Linked DNA regions of Rattus norvegicus: region 2 is linked to region 1. A link is a contact called in public Hi-C data. All regions are on one chromosome and are shown on one strand. The core of a region is the stretch at or near the end of the contact, and the rest is flanking DNA. Distances in the headings are between cores, read along the strand shown. Region 1 overlaps Tnik (TRAF2 and NCK interacting kinase). Region 2 holds the start of Slc2a2 (solute carrier family 2 member 2).

Region 1 (2,700 bases), core at 179-2,678:
ATGCCTTTGAAGGGATACAGAATTCTTTAAAGCCTTCTGGATTTCCCACTATTAAAGGACGAGTCTAATTCTGCAAACAAATGATACATATGCCAGTTATTTTCTGTATAAAATATCTGTACAAAAAATATCCTGTATCGTAAGAAAGTCAGGTAGGATAGATTTTTACAGGGATATATGATATATGAAATGTTGGTTTCTGCTCGGCTCTTTTATAATTTTTTTACGGTGTGAACTGCCCCCCCCCCCACCTTTGCAATGCTAGGGACTAAACCCAATCCCTCCTTTTAAATACTCTGCCATCGAGCTACACCCCAGCCAACATGGCTTGTTCTCTGACCTTACAGAGAAAGATTCACAAAGATTAACACATCCTTAAAAGAAACATTAGGTAAGCATATATAGGAAAAATTAGTATTTTATGTGACTTTTAGATTAAACCACTTGCTTTTCTGTAATACCTATTTTATTGTTTATATAAGATGAAATTTGCTCAATGTCTCATTCAAGTTCTTTTACAAAGTTATTAGCAGATATTGTCCTTCTTGTCTTCTGTTTTTGAATTTCATAGGAATTTGAGCACATGGGACTAGTTACATGCATTATAAGGTGCCTTTGCTATCTTGACTGGAATTCCACAAGCAAGAAGCTGTGGTTTTCTGGATAACCGAGGTAAAATTTTTCTGATACTTAAGAGGGTCTCAAAGTCCTAGTGAGTACTGATCAACTATTGCTCTCAGGTCACACCTTCTTCTGTAACTTTGTGTTATCGGTCGGCATGTGTGTGCCAAGGCAGTGAAATAAGACAGCCTTGATCAGAAGGACCAGATTAGAAATGTTCAGAAGGCTGATGGGAGATGAGTAGGTTAAGCAGGATGCTGACATTTTTAAAACGTTTTCCAGGTATAGGCAAGACACAGCATTCAGAAATGTTACTGTCTCCTGCAATTAGTCTTATGGCTTTATAATTACATGATCCTAGTTTATGTGACACAATCCGATCACTAAAATATTTGGGCTAATACATGTCAAATGATAATTAAAAAATATTTCTATGCAAAGGAAAATTTAACAGCTGTTTTTCAGAGCCATCTTTAGAAGCAATCCTAAATGTTTTCCACAGTCACACTTGAAGTGCTCTGCTTCTTTCTGAGAACATGCATGTCTCTTTCATGCAGAAACCCGCAGTCTTCACGAATGCAGAGCTTGTGGACATGAAGCTCTGTGCTGCCTGGTGGGGATGGTGTGGGCTGGGTCTAATGCTTTGCCACACAGTCCGACTAAGGAAAGAGGAAACTGCAGCCTCAGAGGATGACAAGAAAGGACGAAATAATTCTGATTCCCACACAAAGGCAGTGGTGGGGCCTGGATGTCACCAGATTGCTATGGAAAACATACTCCCCCATGTGGTCTGCTTTGTGAATAGTACTCTGCCCAGTCAACATCCCTTCCTCCCTTGGTCAAACACTGCTTAGCTGGTTTCAGTGTCTGGCACTGTACTCTCCGATGGGGAGCAGTCGGACAGACTCAGGCTGTGGTGATGCATTTTACAGGTGCTGTGTGTGTTTGTGAACCTTGTCTGTACCCCCCCCCCCAGCTTACCTTTATGTTTCTAAATAAGTGCATATAAACAAGCCCATTGTGCTATAAAGATTAGAAAGGCTCCTTTAGGGCACAAAACACAAAGGGCTCATCATGTATGGGAGGGGGTGAGCTTTCTTGATTGAATCTCCTAGTCACTTGTCTCTGTCTCCTAATGTCAAGACATCTCAGAAGGTGACTTGGAATGAATGCGGAGGAAGGGGCATGGAGAACATTCTAGAACAAGGCCCTCTCTAGTTGTCAAAAGATAAGACACTAAGGTTCCAAGACAGACAATATGAATAAGTTGGTTCTTGTTTTCTGAGTTCCTTTATGGTATCTCCCCTGATTGCTGTTTCTGCTCTCAGTTACCACCACATAAATCTGTGGCTGGACCAACTCTGTAGGTTACAGTTTCAAACCCATACGGTGCCTTCTTGAGACTACACGAGGGCAACCTTCGGGGCAATGTCGAAAGCCTCTCTGCTGTGCCTGTGCTGTTATTTCTCAGTTAAAAAACCAAGCTGAAGTCTTGTGTACATCTCATGAACACGCAGAAATTTCCTTATTCCTTTCAATCGCCAGAGACAAGTTTTAAAGGAAAAGATTCTCAAAAGCCACACCATCAGTCCCACTTTCAAATATGGACAGTAGCGATGGGGTTCTCAGCATGAAAACTATCAATTTGTAAAGCCATTTCCCTTCCACGAAGTTGCTTAGAGCTCACACATGCACACTACTGCCTACCTCATGCCCGGTTTACTCATGTCAAAGCTCAGGTGAAAGTGTCTTAAGAGTTCAGCTAATCTCCGCTCACACCTACGGCATGTAGCACACCACGATGAGGCTTTTCTTTCCAACTCTTCCTCATGTTTTCTCACTGCCTTTCTTTCTACGCATTTAAGTAGATGTGAACTTTCTGCTAGGAAGTGTCTTTCTGAATGGTTGAGCGGTCTTCATCTACGCATGCTGTGGTGTTTTCTCTTGTTGGTAGGACTCTGGTGCTCTGCACTATCTTGTTTTGTGGGCCTGAGGTAAAGTGGTCATCTCACATTCTTTTGGGCATCGTTCTGGGCACTTCTTTTATCTTCTTTTCCACAATCACTAAGTTTAGTTTTT
Region 2 (2,926 bases), core at 23-2,522, 40 kb before region 1:
CCCTGTAGTTACCAATTTCAGAATCGTTAGTGAGTCATTACAGTTTTTCCTGATGTAGCTGTATCCTGAGCTATAGTGCTCACAGAATCTCTATTTCCATAGAGATTCTTTAAATATGTGTTGTACAAATACGTAACTGACATTTAAACATTTGCCCTCTAAGCCTTCCTCATGTTGTCTTTTTCTTACTCTGAGCTCCAGAGAGATGGCTTCATAATGCCTGGACTGCCCATATCATAGCCCAGGAGTCCTTACATTGGCACAGTGTAGACAACACAAAGGTCAGTTGATTTAGTCTGACTCTCAGCAGCACACAGCATTAGAACCCACCTTTGAGCCTGGCTGATTCCACAACACGTGGTGTCCTTTACCAAGGGGCACTCAGCTCAGTCCTCACGATGTCAGTGTGTGAGAGCCCCACTCTTAACAGGGCTAAAGATTTATCAACTTCTATTATTGTATGCAGGGGTTGGGGAGAGCTGGTAAGCACAGAGAATGACACACCTGTTTGAAGGTTTTATTTGCAAAGGATTCTATCTACAGAGACATTGAAGTAACAGAGAAATGAGAACCCCACAGCCTTCACTTTGCTCCCCAATGATTACCTAACTCTCACCGCATTGGTTTCTTACTGTGGATTGATTTGGCTGAACGAGCTACAGAGTATCTGTGCCACCTCATTTCTAAGACTTCAACAGGGACTCTGCTTAAGAACATAGGCATCTCCCTGTCTGATTGCAATGCTGTCACACCCATGACTACACTGCAGGCTATGGTAATATTAGGTAAGAGTCAGCCCAAAGTCATAATCCCCCAGATGGTGCTTCATCTAATCTTTTCTTCTTCCCCATGGTCCCAAGTAATCTGCAACAGTCAGTTCTCAGTCTCCTAGTCGAGAATTCTCATTCATTCCTGAGCATTTTTTAACAATCCAGATCCATGTTCATGATTGGATTCCTGTTAACTTGCCCCAGCTCTTGGGGGCGATAGGCACATTCAGTAGCAGGCTATTCAAAACAGCAAGTATCCTTAGACCTCCGATTATTGAATAAGAAATGTGCGATTTACTTAGCAGCCAAAAGGATAAGTAATTGGCCAAAGAGGTAGCCCAAATCTGTGGTAACTGCACTCCGTGTTAGCATATAAACTGAACAGACTCCCTTGTCTTGAACAGATTCCCAACTGCCTCAAAACCAAAGTCAAAAGAACCCAAGGTTGCTGTACCTTGTCTTCTGACATGTTGCGTGCGGAGTTGTTGTCTCAATCCAGGTCCTGTTCCGAATGTGGATGAGTAGCTGTCCTCAGCTCTGCCTGGTTATACATTGTAGGAGGAGGAGCAAGCGGAGGTGAATTCTGACCTTCTTAACCAAGGCTGCGTATTGATGGTAATTCAATCAATATACCTTGACCTGTGGCTTGAGAACAATAGGAGGTCTCATAAGTTACAAGCCAGAGGCAGAACCATTTTAAGGGCTGATGAATGTGGCAGAAATGGGATGGGGACAGGTGAGAGGAGCAACCTGTAGGGTATCTTAGAGAAGCTGAGCCATGCTGTGTTGTGGGGAAGCCAAAGTGGGGAGGGGGGAGGGTGCAGAGCAGTTTGCGCTGCAGAGAACTAGTGCTGTGGGCTCTGTAGCCACAGACTGTGGAGGCATTGGTTTTCTATCTGAATGAGGGCCGGAGGGGTCTGCACTGTGACTTTTCTGTGTCTTAGTTTTCTATTGTTTGGTTTCTGACTTGACCAAATAGAGATAATAGCACAGGCATTCTGTTTTGTTGAGGGGATTAAACGAAATAGCACGATAAATGTTTGGCATACAAAAAAAGTTCTTGGTAGATGGTGGCCACATGCTTTCTGTTGTTATTAACTCAGTGTATTTTAGGATGAGACACGCAGCCGGATGGGGTGACACATCTGTAATGCTCACACTGGGGAGGCTGGGACAGGAGGGCTGAGTTGGAGGCTCATTGGATGGCATGGGAGTTGCAGGACAGCCTTGGCTACACATAGAGACCCTGATTGGGAGAGGGAGTGTGTTTGTTATAGCCTTGGGTTTCCTATAAATTCTACTCACATGTCTTCATCTTGTTTCTTTCTAGGAATCCCCTCTGGCATCTGATCCAAAAATAATGAGGGAGATACCAAAGTTAGTGTAGCTTCACTGTGACTGGCGGCTGTGGTTACTGGCACCCACAGAGTCCTTACGGGGCCAGTTTGCAGCAGAGGAAATGTGAGAGGCGATGGTAAAAGACAGAACCATGACGGCCAGAGGGAAACTGGAATTAATTGACCTGACTTTCCCACCTTTCCTCATCCATATCCCCCCCCCTCTCTCCCTCTCTCCCTCCCTCTCTCTCTCTCTCTCCCTCTCCCTCTCCCTCTCTCTCTCTCTCTCTCTCTTCTCCTCTCTCTCTGTCTCTCTGTCTGTCTATCTCTGTCTGTTTCCCTGTGTCTGTCTGTCTGTCTGTCTCTGTCTCTTTCTCTCTCTCTCTCTCTTTCTCTGTGTCTCTTCCTCTCTGTCTCTCTCTCTGCCTCTCTCTGTCCATCTATCTGTCTATCTCTCTGTCTATCTGTCTGTCTCTCTGTCTCTCTGTCTCTGTCTCTCTCTGTGTATGTGTGTTGTATGCATGTGTATGTACTGCTCTGTGTGGAGGCCAGGGATTGGTGTTAAAGAGTCTTCCTCCACTACCCTGTACCTGCCTCTATTTGAGGCAGGACCTCAGAGAATCTGAAAGCCACATGCATGACTTTCACAGGTCAGCAGATCCACTTCAGTGCAGGGATGATAGGCACTGCCAGGCCATGCCTAGACTTTATATGTTGGGGTCTTGAACCCAGGTCCTTTTGCTTACCCATTGAGCTCCCTCTTCAGCAGCTCATTTCTGTAAGTTGACAAGAAGAGAAGCAAACAATTCAGTTCAAAGC

Evidence for each region. Hi-C and Micro-C count contacts between places; a contact is called where the count stands out from the background.
Region 2: a Hi-C map of liver shows a contact between it and region 1, with 4 times the contacts expected there. The contact joins the promoter of Slc2a2 here to the enhancer-like site in region 1. A contact is called at or near these places in 4 of 12 Hi-C or Micro-C datasets (hepatocytes, kidney and liver).

Annotation. Positions count from the first base shown.
Region 1 is chr2:113,499,014-113,501,713 of GRCr8, reverse strand. The region is part of intron 27 of Tnik (TRAF2 and NCK interacting kinase); the gene reads right to left. Among named protein-coding and RNA genes, the nearest start is that of Slc2a2, 40 kb to the left of the region's middle. Within about 2 kb of position 1,428, at least 10 of the 93 cell types and tissues checked have an H3K27ac peak or open chromatin away from gene starts, as enhancers often do. A contact at or near this core is called in hepatocytes and liver, where this site is marked.
Region 2 is chr2:113,538,716-113,541,641 of GRCr8, reverse strand. It overlaps Slc2a2 (solute carrier family 2 member 2), which reads right to left and starts at 1,272. Exons shown (of 11, transcript NM_012879.2): 1 at 1,225-1,272. The coding sequence starts at 1,239.